Linked DNA regions of Sus scrofa: all the other regions are linked to region 3. Evidence: chromatin contacts called from public Hi-C and HiChIP or PLAC-seq data. All regions are on one chromosome and are shown on one strand. Each heading gives the region's core, a stretch centred on a gene start, on an enhancer-like site or on the middle of the called end of the contact. The rest is flanking DNA. Distances are from core to core; before and after follow the strand shown. Region 1 overlaps ALS2 (alsin). Region 2 holds the start of CLK1 (CDC like kinase 1). Region 3 holds the start of CASP10 (caspase 10). Region 4 holds the start of NIF3L1 (NIF3-like protein 1).

Region 1 (2,700 bases), core at 62-2,561, 470 kb before region 3:
CTGACTCCGTAGGTCTGGAATGATGCTTAATCTCAACCAGTGTGGTTATCAAACATGCTGGGTGATTTTGATTACAGTCGTTTGTATACATTAAACTGATCACCAACATATGCTCAATGTCTGTTCAATAGTGGCTTAGCAAATTAAGGTATTTCTGCTTAATGAAGAATATTATACAGCTTGTAAAAATTTTTTTGTCCGTTTTAGAGTTAGAGGGAATTTTACGAAATTTTAGCTCTACTAATTATAACTCGGAAAAATAGACATGGGCTGGGGAGGAGGACCGGCAGAAACAGGGAAATGAAAGCACCTGATTTTGTTGAGCTATCAGTATTCATAAGGAGTTTCTGTTCTTGGTCTCATGTGCATTGTTATGTTTATGTAATTTCTTTTCAAGTAAGTTTGAAATGGTTGTGAACTTTTTTTCAGGCATGTTACTACCAGATCCAGCGTGAGAAGCTTAACTAGGCTGCATAACAGCTTGACAACTGGATTATCTATTCAGAGTGTTTTAGCACCATCTGCCATCTTCCTGTGGTGGCAAACAAAGAATGGTGTTGAAATGAGGACGTTGTATTATTTTGGTTGTTGTTTCTGAGCCTTGCTAATGATTGGAGCTCTGAGCCCAGACTAAAAGTAGTTGAAGGGGAGGATTGACAAGGAGGAAGAAATCAGATCGACTTTAGTCCCTGGCCTACGTTAAGTTCCCCAAATATGCATCTACTGTTGAAAAAAAGAGGCTCTCCCTTCCTACAGTAAAGAGTATGCCAGCTCATGAAGTTGTAAGAAAAAACTCTCAGTATAGCTTCTTCTATTAAGGAAGTGAATGAATATTTTTGAGCTTCCGGTTTGCCTGCAGTTACCCCAGACCCTTTGCAAGGAGCAGATTGTACTGGAAACTACAGTCGCCACACTCTGCCTTCCTCAATTCCTTGCAGTCATGTGTGCACCATTTCTTCTTTGCTGAGGGAGGGGAAAGAGGAACTTTTAAACTGCAGTTTTAACTTTTTTAAGCTTTTCCACCAGGGTATTCATGATGGGAGAGGTTCTGTGCCGTTAGTACCACACCGTAACCCCCAGCATGGAGCACGTCCAAATAGGAGCCTTCTGCCTCCTGACTAGGAAAGTACGTAGGAATTTTGTTCTTGGATTCCTTACAAGGCTACAGAGTGAATACACTGGAATTCTGACACTGGCTCTGAGCTGCTACGGAACCCCATTCATCCATGTGCAAACGCTGTATCCCGAGGCCTGTGAATGAGAGCCTGAAGAGCTTCGGCATGCAGGCTATGTTCGGAGCAGGACTAGAGACTGGGAAATACGGAAGCAAGAACCGCATCTGTCCTTGACCTGGTATTGTGGTCCTCCCCATACCTCGCACTGAACTCACAGAGGGGAAGGAAAAGGAAACACGCTTTGGCTTTTCCCCTATCAAAAGTGTTGTGACCCCTCGATCTTTTAACCTTCTAGTGTTTCGCTTTGGGCCTTTTTTTTTTTTTTTTTTTTTTTGAATGTCCTGTTATAAGTGGTTGGTTTACATTGTTCAAGTAACACTAGTAGCTGTTTGAGATAACATAGGTGCTCTTCCCGTCTCATCTCCTCCACACCAGAGTGAGCGTACGGAGTATTCTCCTGCTTTATGTTAACATCAGCAGATGTTAATCAATTTTCAAAAAGGATCATGGTTTCTGCTCTACTTTATAATCAAGACAAGTGTTTATTAAAATACTGTTTCGGAATGTTGGCTGTAATGTAACAGCAATTTTCATAATAAAAGATGTTCATCTTTACGAGGTTGTTTTATGATTGCAAAAGAAATGAAACAGGGCAGCCTAAAAATTTAAAAGAAACCCAAGTTTAGTTTTTTGGGGTGGATGAGGTTTCCCTGCATTGGAATCTGTGCCTCTTTGTAGAGGCCTCAGATCCCACTGGGGTTTTAGAGATCTCTCTAAAATAAACATAAACGTGGGAGTTCCCATTGGCTCAGCAGTAATGAACCCAACTATTATCCATGAGGATGCAGGATTGATCCCTGGTCCTACTTGGTGGGTTAAGGATCTGGTATTGCTGTGAGCTGCAGTGTAGGTCACAGATGTGGCTCGGATCTGGCTTTGCTGTAGCTGTGGTGTAGGCCGGTAGCTGTAGCTCTGATTTGACCCCTAGCCTGGGAACTTCCATATACCGTAGGTGTGGCCCTAAAAAGCTAATAATTAGTTAAACATAAACATAATAGTGTCTTTGCTGACAAAGAACAAATTAATTTTCAGACCCTAATAAGCTGAGGACAAGAGTCTTAAAAAGAAATACTAGTATTATTTCTTTGAATAAAAGACATATTTTGATAGTTACAGGTTAAATTTTTTCCCCTACACAGATTCAGGGAAGGAAAACAAGAGGATTTAAAATTTTGGCTAGAAATATGAGGCCTTAGTTAATTGTATACCAGTTGTAATGTCACTTTAGGGAGCGTTTACTTCTCACTGCTGCTTCCTACCAGAATATACCCGCCCATTACTGGAAAGGGACCAAAACAAAGATTTGTTTATGTTAAACACTTTATGTTTCCATTAGGAATTGTTTTGATTTTTGGAATAAACAAATTCCACATTTGTCTCATAAAGGTAAGTTTACTAAATGTCTTTGATCCTAACTTAAGAGGGAAAAACAGAGATAACTGTGGAAGTGGACAAAGAAAAACTT
Region 2 (2,700 bases), core at 186-2,685, 300 kb after region 3:
CAACCCTCTGCCAAGATGTGTGGTTGATTCCAAGTACCCACCTTCTTTAAAATCATAATACTGGAGTTTCCGTCGTGGCGCAGTGGTTAACAAATCCGACTAGGAACCATGAGGTTGCGGTTCGGTCCCTGCCCTTGCTCAGTGGGTTAACGGTCCAGCGTTGCCGTGAGCTGTGGTGTAGGTTGCAGACGCGGCTCGGATCCCGCGTTGCTGTGGCTCTGGCGTAGGCCGGTGGCTACAGCTCCGATTCGACCCCTAGCCTGGGAACCTCCATATGCCGCGGGAGCGGCCCAAGAAATAGCAACAACAACAACAACAAAAAAGACAAAAGACAAAAAAAAAAAAAAAATCATAATACTGACCTCTTCCCTACCTCTTCAGAGCAGTTCCTCAGAGCTTCCTTTTTTTTTTTTTTTTTTAATGTTTATGGCCAGGGTCGGCAATTACTTTGTTCTATCAAGTTGCAGCTTTATTTTTGTTATTCAGAGGTTGTTTCCAGATAATTCTGTCCTCTTTTGGAAGACATGTAGAAGTTTCATGGCCAAGCTGCTGCAGTGTCAGCCTGGATCCTAAACCCACTACACCACAAGGGAACTCCTCATTTGATTCTAGTTCCCATTTTCCGGCCATTTTTTTTTTTTAACCCACTATCAAAGATGTGCCTCAGGTATATATGATAAAGAAATGGAAGGAGTATAAGCCTTTCAATGGCGAGAAAAGAGTATGTCACAGCAGTGACATCAGATCCTTAAGCTGCTGAGCCACCAGGGAACTCCAAGAGAAGTCCAAATTTGTCTTCTCTTAATGATCTTTCAGTCCCCCCACCCCAACTCTTTAGTTTACTTGGCCTTTACACGCAGAGGCCTTGCTCCATGCGGAAGTGTTGCTATATTGTGAGGAGTCCCTCTCACATTTCTTCGCCTTTGAAAATCTCGGGAAAATCCTTCCAATCCAATTTCTGTCCGTGAGTCCCAGCCACTAAAATTTTAAATTGGTTTCAGAACCTTAGCAAAAGTCCAAATCCAGGCACGTCCTAATTTGGAACTATCTGATGAAGGTGGTGTAAATTTTTTAAAGCATTATTTTAGACGTTGTAACGCTATTTCGCACTCTGCTTCCTTCAGCTTCTCATTTCTAGCGTTCACAAATACAATTTTTAGTTGAGCATGGACGAGGCGCTCCTCCCCAACGCTTAAAACGTCTCCTCAGCCCAAACACAGAACAGAGACAACATGGCCGCGGTCACAGCTCCCTCTGCTCAACCTGGTTGCGGAGCTTCGAACCCGGCGCCTGCGCACACGTCCCCCGCCCCCCTCCCTGGGCGCCAGCTCAGCCCCACCCTTTGTGCAAGCCCCGCCCCACCCGGAGGCGGAGTGACGTTTGCAGCGTCATCTTGTTTTCCCGGAGAGCCCAGACGCTTCGGCAATCGGCTCCATTTTGTTGTTGGACCTTGTCGCAGCCAGCTGGGTGTTTTCCGTTGTCGCGTTGCAAGCATTGTCTCCTGAGGCTTGGACTTTTTGGCCTGGACGGTAAGATGCAGAAGGAAGCGGGCTGGGTGTCAGGGCCCCTTTTCTGTTTCCCGAGAGCGTCTGTGACGTTCCCCTTCAAGCTTGTTGGCCGTCTGCAGTCCTGCAGGGTGACCCCTTTTCCCCTCGCACCGCCCCCCACCGCGCTTCGGCTGCACAAAGGTGGACAGCTCGTCTTCTATGCTTTTCCGAGTCCGCCGCTGCGGATTTCTATTTGAACCGTGACGCTCCAGACCCTGGCGGAGGGTAGTGACAGTGTTTGTTAGGCGGAGAGAGCTCGAACGTGTGCCTTCCCTAGAGGGAGCAGGGATCCCGATCCCCGGCGCTCCGAGCGCCATGTCGGTGGCGCAGGCGTCGGCCGAGCTCTAAGATGGCGGCGGGGCGGAGGCGGCGAAGCTGCGGGCGGAGGGTGGCCGCCAGAACGGCGTTCTGGAATGTGCGTGAGACGCGCTCCTCTGAGGACCTTCGTTCGTAACAGAGGGAAAGAAGGAACACAGGGACCGGGTGTAAGACGGTCTCACTGTCCGCTCGAGTCTTAAAGTAATTCGAGGGGAAATGGCGAGTGTCTTTGCCGTCAGTGGCGTAAACAGAAAGCAGGTTTAGGAACTCGACGGAAGAGAAATGATGTGGCATATTTGGAGGAGCTTGTGAGAGAAGCCAGGCGGTCGGGCACAGGCTTGGGAGTTTCTCCCCCAGCCCACCCCCTTGGGAACAATTGGATCCCCTTAAGTTGTGTTTAGAGACGAGGTGGTGCCCGGGCGGTTAGTACTGCTGTGAACGGTAGTTGATGAAAAGTTTATCTCTAATGTCTTTTTCAAGTTGTTAGGGATTTTTGGTTCTGACATTTCTTTAGGGAAAATGGTTTACACCGATGGTTGTGTAAGTTGCTCGTAGGCTAAGCTAGGTGTTTCTCTCCTTTTGGAAGGGATTAGCAACGAAATTCTGCTGTGTAGCACTGGGAACTATGTCTAGTCACTTATGATGGAGCATGATAATGTGAGGAAAAAGAATGTATACGTGTATGTGTAACTGGGTCACCATGCTGTACAGTAGAAAAAAAATTGTATTGGGGAAATAATAAAAAAAAGTGATGCACATCTGAATGGGCGAGTTATATATAAAGTAAATGCGTGCTTCTGGCAGGAAAGGATTTTTCCCAAAGTTGATCAATTGG
Region 3 (2,700 bases), core at 62-2,561:
AAGGCTTTACTGATTTCACAGAAAGAAAAGCTAGAATCCTAGACCCTAGAAAGAGTGAGTGGTTTCAGACAACAGACTAGGCAGGAAGTCACAAACTAACCCGCCTGACCGGTTCATAAACTTATGGTCTTTCTACATGAAATTTCATTCTAATCAGAGGAACGATAAATTGCAAAAAAAAAAAAAAAAAAAAAAAAGAAAATTTCAGTGTAATTACTCATTTTTTGAGGACGTGAAGTGTATGTTCTCTGTACAAGACTAGGCTGTTTAGAAATAAGAAATTACTCTCTAAAGGAAGGAGAACATAGCAAAGACAAAAAACAGGAGTTCCCACTGTGGTGCAGCGGAAACGAATCTAACTCATATCCATGAGGACTTGGGTTCAATCCCTGGTCTCGATCAGTGGGTTAAGGATCTGGCATTGCCGTGAGCTATGGTGTAGGTCACAGAAGCGGCTTAGATCCTGTGTTGCTTCAGCTGTGGTGTAGGCTGACAGCTACAGCTCCGATTCCATCCCGAGCCTGAGAACCTCCATATGCTGTGGGTGCGGCCCTAAAAAGAAAAAAGGAAAAAAAAAAAAAACCCAAAAAACAAACACCCCCCCCCCAAACATCAATAACAAAGAGTGGTTATATGAAGGTGGTATAATTACAGATAATATAAATTTTCTTCTGGGCTCCTGTCTGTTTTCTCAAATTTTACGCAATTATTTCGCTATTACTTTAATTGTTAGAAAAAGAACCCCCCCCATGTCATTTTTAATGTGATCATCCATGGGGTCTTCCTTGCTAATAGCTCTGTCATACTAGAAACCAAATGACTGGATTCTTGGAGACATCTTATTCTACGAGACATCTTAATCTAACATGGTACATTTGTCTCGCAGTTTCCTAAAGATTCTGATCTTTAGCTTTGGTGAGTCTACCCGACTTTGTCTCCATTTATAGACTAGCATATTTCTACCAGAAAAGGGCTATGTTGGAGCCTTCCTGGGGATTTTTAAACTTTCTTTTTTCCTGGGTTGGCTAATAAATCCAGACAGAACAGTGCCGTTGCTGGCAAGCGTGAGTTTTTCCAAGTTTCCGAGACACATAGCGAGGGCAAAGCCTGGAGTTTAAGACCCCAGCAAGAAAAAGGTATTAATTACATACCTTCAGATCAAATTCCACTGATCTTCTGGAGGTTAAAGTTCTCAGGGAAATTTCCTGGAAACACACCTTGAAAACAATTATAATCCTCTGCGTCCTCCACGTTCCAAGGAAGCTCCCATTTGTTCAGGAAGGGAACTCAACTTGGTGCAGCCCAGGCAAGTGAAACTGTCTCTGAGTTTCGGTAACTTATACTTAGCTCCTGCTGACATCATCTTTCAATCACTCTTCTTGCCTCCTCCCCTTTCGTGGGGTTAGGATAATGCTGACAAACGGCGCCTCCTAGAGGCAGATGCAAGACCAACAGATGAATCGGAGGAAATGCACGTTCCAGGAGGAAATGCACGTTGCAGGAGGAAATGCACGTTGCAGGAGGAAATGGAGGAAGTGCACATTCCAGGAGGAATCGGAGGTGCATTTCCAGGACGGGAACTCCCCAAACTAACCTTTAAAATGAAACTCAAAAAGCTCATGAAACAGTAGTCAGCCATCTTAACCCTTTCTCAAATAAGTCTACGTGCGAATAAACAAACAAATTTAAGGCAAAAAAAAAAAAAAAAAAAAGAATAAGGCAAAAATAAAAAGGAGGGGAACTAGACCTAAAAGCCCATTGGGAAGTATTTGCAAGGAACTCAGTTACCAGTAGACGAAACTGGTGAAGGCTCTGCCCTCCTCGCACATTCAACCCGGCAGAAAAAGATTTTACATTGAATAACAAGACACTATATGGAAGTTCCCATTGTGGCTTAGTGGTAACGAGCCTGACTAGTCCATGAGGAGGCAAGTTTGATCCCTGGCCTCTATTAGTGGGTTAAACGATCCAGCGTTGCCATGAGCTATGGTGTACGTCACAGAAGTGGCTCAGGTCTGGTGCTGCTGTGGCAGCGGGATAGGCCGGTGCTGTAGCTCCAATTGGACCCCTAGCCTGGGAACCTCCATATGCCGCAGGTGCGGCCCTAAAAAGCCAATAAATAAATAAACTATATAATAAAAGCAACACCTAACACTTGTATCCCAACTACCATATGCCAGGTAATATTGACTCATTTAAATCATCCCAACAACCCTCTAAAATAAATACTATTTAAAAATAATCATTTCTTGGAAGTTCCCGTCGTGGCTCAGTGGTTAACGAATCCGACTAGGAACCATGAAGTTGCGGGTTCAATCCCTGGCCTTGCTCAGTGGGTTAAGGATCCGGCATTACCATGAGCTGTGGTGTAGGTCGCAGATGCGGCTCAGATCTGGCGTTGCTGTGGCTGTGGTGTAGGCCGGCGGCTACAGCTTCGATTAGACCCCTAGCCTGGGAACCTCCATATGCAGCAGAAGCAGCCCTAGAAAAGGCAAAAAGACCAAAAAAAAACCACAACACTTCTTTCTTTCCTTTTGTCAAGATGTAATATGAAATGCCTTTTCTTCTGTAATTGTGGGAAGGGTAGAATGAATATTCCCAAACTTGTCTAAATTTAAGTAAATTCATTCTGTGGGTCAGAATGTTGCTTTGGAATTTGCCATAAGTTGAATTATACACTCATATTACTTCCACAATGAG
Region 4 (2,700 bases), core at 174-2,673, 270 kb after region 3:
GGCCATCTGGAGAAGCAAATGGATTACTATGTTTAAGTCACCAGGAACAAGCCTGGTAGATAACACACAATTATGTTCATCTCCTTCCTGCCCCCACCCCACATCCTTGTTCTTGCTCACCCCATCCTTGCTTGAACCAGCCTTCTCCATTTCTCTATTACCCTTCTTTCCAAGTCCCCTTTGACTTCCTAAATAAAGCTTTTCTTAACAAACCTTCCTTTTCTGTGTCCCCCTCCCCCATCCCACCTGCTTCTGCCCTAGTTTTTCTTATGTTACATTCCTGTTTTCTGTCTCCCACAGTACTGGCAAGCTACCAGAGAACAGGAACTATCTCTTCTGTATCTCAGTATCACCAATACAGGCCAGTGCTAAATGCTTACTGCACAGACCGGCACAGTCTCCATTCCCTTATCACAGCAGAATTAAGTTATGGTGGTAGAGACAAACATTAAAAGGTGCTTTATGGGAAAAAAGTAACAACAACATATTTTAAAAATGAAGTGTTTTGTCAGCAGCCAGAATCATGGGATGCGTACGTGGATCACTCTATGAATGGGCAGCAAATGGGCCCCAAACCATATTCAGTATATGGTTTGGAGTCATGTGGAGCCTCCACAAACCACTGGAGCCTGGGGTCTTTGAAGATCTTCTAAGGGTCCTTATACCACTTCCACTCTCCAGATTCCCTGACACTACTCCAACTCCCCAGACTTCTAAATCTGGCAAGCGCTAAAGTGAAGCTCTAGTGGGCCACCACACTGGTTTTGAGTTATCTATTGTTAGATCTGAAGCAGCCCTTGGAAATAACAAAACCACCATTTCCTATGAATCTACAAGCTGCGTAGCTCATTAACAAGAATAGGAGGCAGCAGGGCACAGTGTGAAGGGCACCTGACCCTAAAACCAGACTGACTCCCCGAGCCGCAGCTGTCTAAACAGATTACTCTATCTCTGCGGTTCCCATCTCTGAAGAATAGAATAGCGTTCAGCTCACGGTATCGTCGCAAGATTTCACCGTAAAGTTGGAGAAAATGCTTGGCCTAAAGTCAGCACTGCTTGTTAATAAGTATTATTAGCAGGACCCACTTTACAGCCTGTGAACCTCGCCCTCTTATTTCAGCCCCACTTCAAGCCTTTTCCAGAACAATTAAAAGTGCGGGGAGCACAGTGGGCAAGCCGCGAGTCAGGACCCTGGCCGCTCTAGAACCCTAGGCTCTGGTGCAGCAAACCGGTTTTCTGCGCCTATCTCCTCCCCCGCCTCCTTTCGCGGCAGCACCCCCAAAACCTCAGCCTGCAAGGGCCACAGCGCGCCGACAGGGCCTCATTGCCGCACGCAGGAATCTAACCCACCGGAGAATCACCAGTCCCAGGTTGCCAAGAGCGCTACTTCCGGTCCTGCGCAGAACTTCCTGGAGGCGTAAAAGTGGGCGGGGCGGGGGAGCTGGGCGGAAGAGGTCTTTCCTATTTTGCATCTGAGTTCAGGGGCGCCTGTAGGGATTGCCCAACATTACGCCTTTTGTCCTAGTGTGATTATTTAAGAAGTTCTCTAAGGTCAAAGGAGTTCCTGATGGGGATAAATTACATCCTCTCCCTCGTTCTGGTCGGTTGGGTTTGGGATAGGGAGGAGGAGGAAGGAGGTGAGCAGAGGAGGGGCGTTCTCCTAAGTGGGTCTCCTGCTCGACTTCCGGGTGGCGGCCTGAAGAAACTTTCTTGGAATTTACAGACTCTCCGGAGCACCTGTTATTGAATCTTTGCTGTTTTAACAACAGCTGTGGGCAGAGCCTCCTTGCCTGACCACTTGAATTTCTCACAAGCTTCCTATCTTAATCTATTTCTTGACTAAAAAAATATCTGTATTCAGTGAAGTGGTTAAGTAAGTATGGGGTAGCGTCACTTACTCTTTCATTCACTTGAACACTGGAAGAGCGCTCTATGCTTTAGTTTTTAAGCTGCTTGGAGTGAGTATTCTGGAGGGGAGGGTGTTGTTGAATTAAGCAATTAAAGCATATAATATATTAGTGCTAAGTGCTTTAGGGAAAGGAAATCTTTAAGACAGTATTAAATAGATTTATCAGGTCAATGAGACTTAACTTTTGAGCAGCGACTTGGAGGTGAGGGAAATAGCCGTACTGAGTGTAAGTGTTCCAGGCGAAGGGAAAACCCAATGCTAGGCTTAAGGCAGAAATGTATCAGACTCTTCTTGAAGAGTAAGCAGGGGAAGTAGGAGTTTAGGGGCTGGAGATGAGTAGGATTGCTTGATCGCTTCCACAACCGGATTACTTGGGAGGGATCTGTTCTCCTCGAGAATTTTTCTTTTAAATATGCAGGAAACATGAGCATGTTTGAGTTAAAAGAGGGAAATGAATTAATTCTTTTTCTTTTGGAAATAGAGGCTCGTTTTTGAACTTCTGTCAATAAACTGTAAGAAAGTAACAGTACATCCTGAAACCATCAAGAAGAAAAATGGTAAGTTTTATAGAATTCTTATGAATGTCTTTGTATATATAATTTTTAGAAATCTAGTCAAGGGAAATAAAACTGCATGGAGATTTCAATGACAAGACAAATGATAAGCTGTAGAAGTGTAGAGTATAAAATGATTCTAAACAAAACCGAAACAAAATCACTTTAAAATTCTTATGTTTTTCGGAGTTCCCATTGTGGCTCAGTGGTAACAAATCTGACTAGCCTCCATGAGGA

What was found. A called contact is a pair of places that touch in the nucleus more often than the background predicts. HiChIP or PLAC-seq counts read pairs in DNA pulled down with a chosen protein or histone mark.
Region 1: a contact with region 3 is called in a Hi-C map of retroperitoneal adipose tissue, with 2.1 times the contacts expected there. The contact joins the enhancer-like site here to the promoter of CASP10 in region 3. A contact is called at or near these places in 3 of 5 promoter capture datasets (fetal liver, fetal skeletal muscle and liver), 1 of 47 Hi-C or Micro-C datasets (retroperitoneal adipose tissue) and 2 of 2 datasets of contacts at active chromatin or transcription factors (alveolar macrophages and skeletal muscle).
Region 2: a contact with region 3 is called in an H3K27ac HiChIP or PLAC-seq map of alveolar macrophages. The contact joins the promoter of CLK1 here to the promoter of CASP10 in region 3. A contact is called at or near these places in 2 of 2 datasets of contacts at active chromatin or transcription factors (alveolar macrophages and skeletal muscle).
Region 4: a contact with region 3 is called in an H3K27ac HiChIP or PLAC-seq map of alveolar macrophages. The contact joins the promoter of NIF3L1 here to the promoter of CASP10 in region 3. A contact is called at or near these places in 1 of 5 promoter capture datasets (liver) and 1 of 2 datasets of contacts at active chromatin or transcription factors (alveolar macrophages).

What each region holds. Positions count from the first base shown.
Region 1 is chr15:105,327,807-105,330,506 of Sscrofa11.1, reverse strand. ALS2 (alsin) reads left to right here. Exons shown (of 34, transcript XM_021076185.1): 34 at 430-1,790. The coding sequence ends at 468. Among named protein-coding and RNA genes, the nearest start is that of MPP4, 9.2 kb to the right of the region's middle. Within about 2 kb of position 1,311, at least 12 of the 83 cell types and tissues checked have an H3K27ac peak or open chromatin away from gene starts, as enhancers often do. A contact at or near this core is called in alveolar macrophages, liver and retroperitoneal adipose tissue, where this site is marked.
Region 2 is chr15:104,560,877-104,563,576 of Sscrofa11.1, reverse strand. CLK1 (CDC like kinase 1) reads left to right here and starts at 1,435. Exons shown (of 13, transcript NM_001123099.1): 1 at 1,435-1,529.
Region 3 is chr15:104,856,712-104,859,411 of Sscrofa11.1, reverse strand. CASP10 (caspase 10) reads right to left here and starts at 1,311. Exons shown (of 12, transcript NM_001161640.1): 1 at 1,152-1,311.
Region 4 is chr15:104,582,459-104,585,158 of Sscrofa11.1, reverse strand. NIF3L1 (NIF3-like protein 1) reads right to left here and starts at 1,423. Exons shown (of 7, transcript XM_003133583.6): 1 at 1,351-1,423. It overlaps PPIL3 (peptidyl-prolyl cis-trans isomerase-like 3), which reads left to right and starts at 1,407. Exons shown (of 6, transcript XM_013984381.2): 1 at 1,407-2,466. The coding sequence starts at 2,464.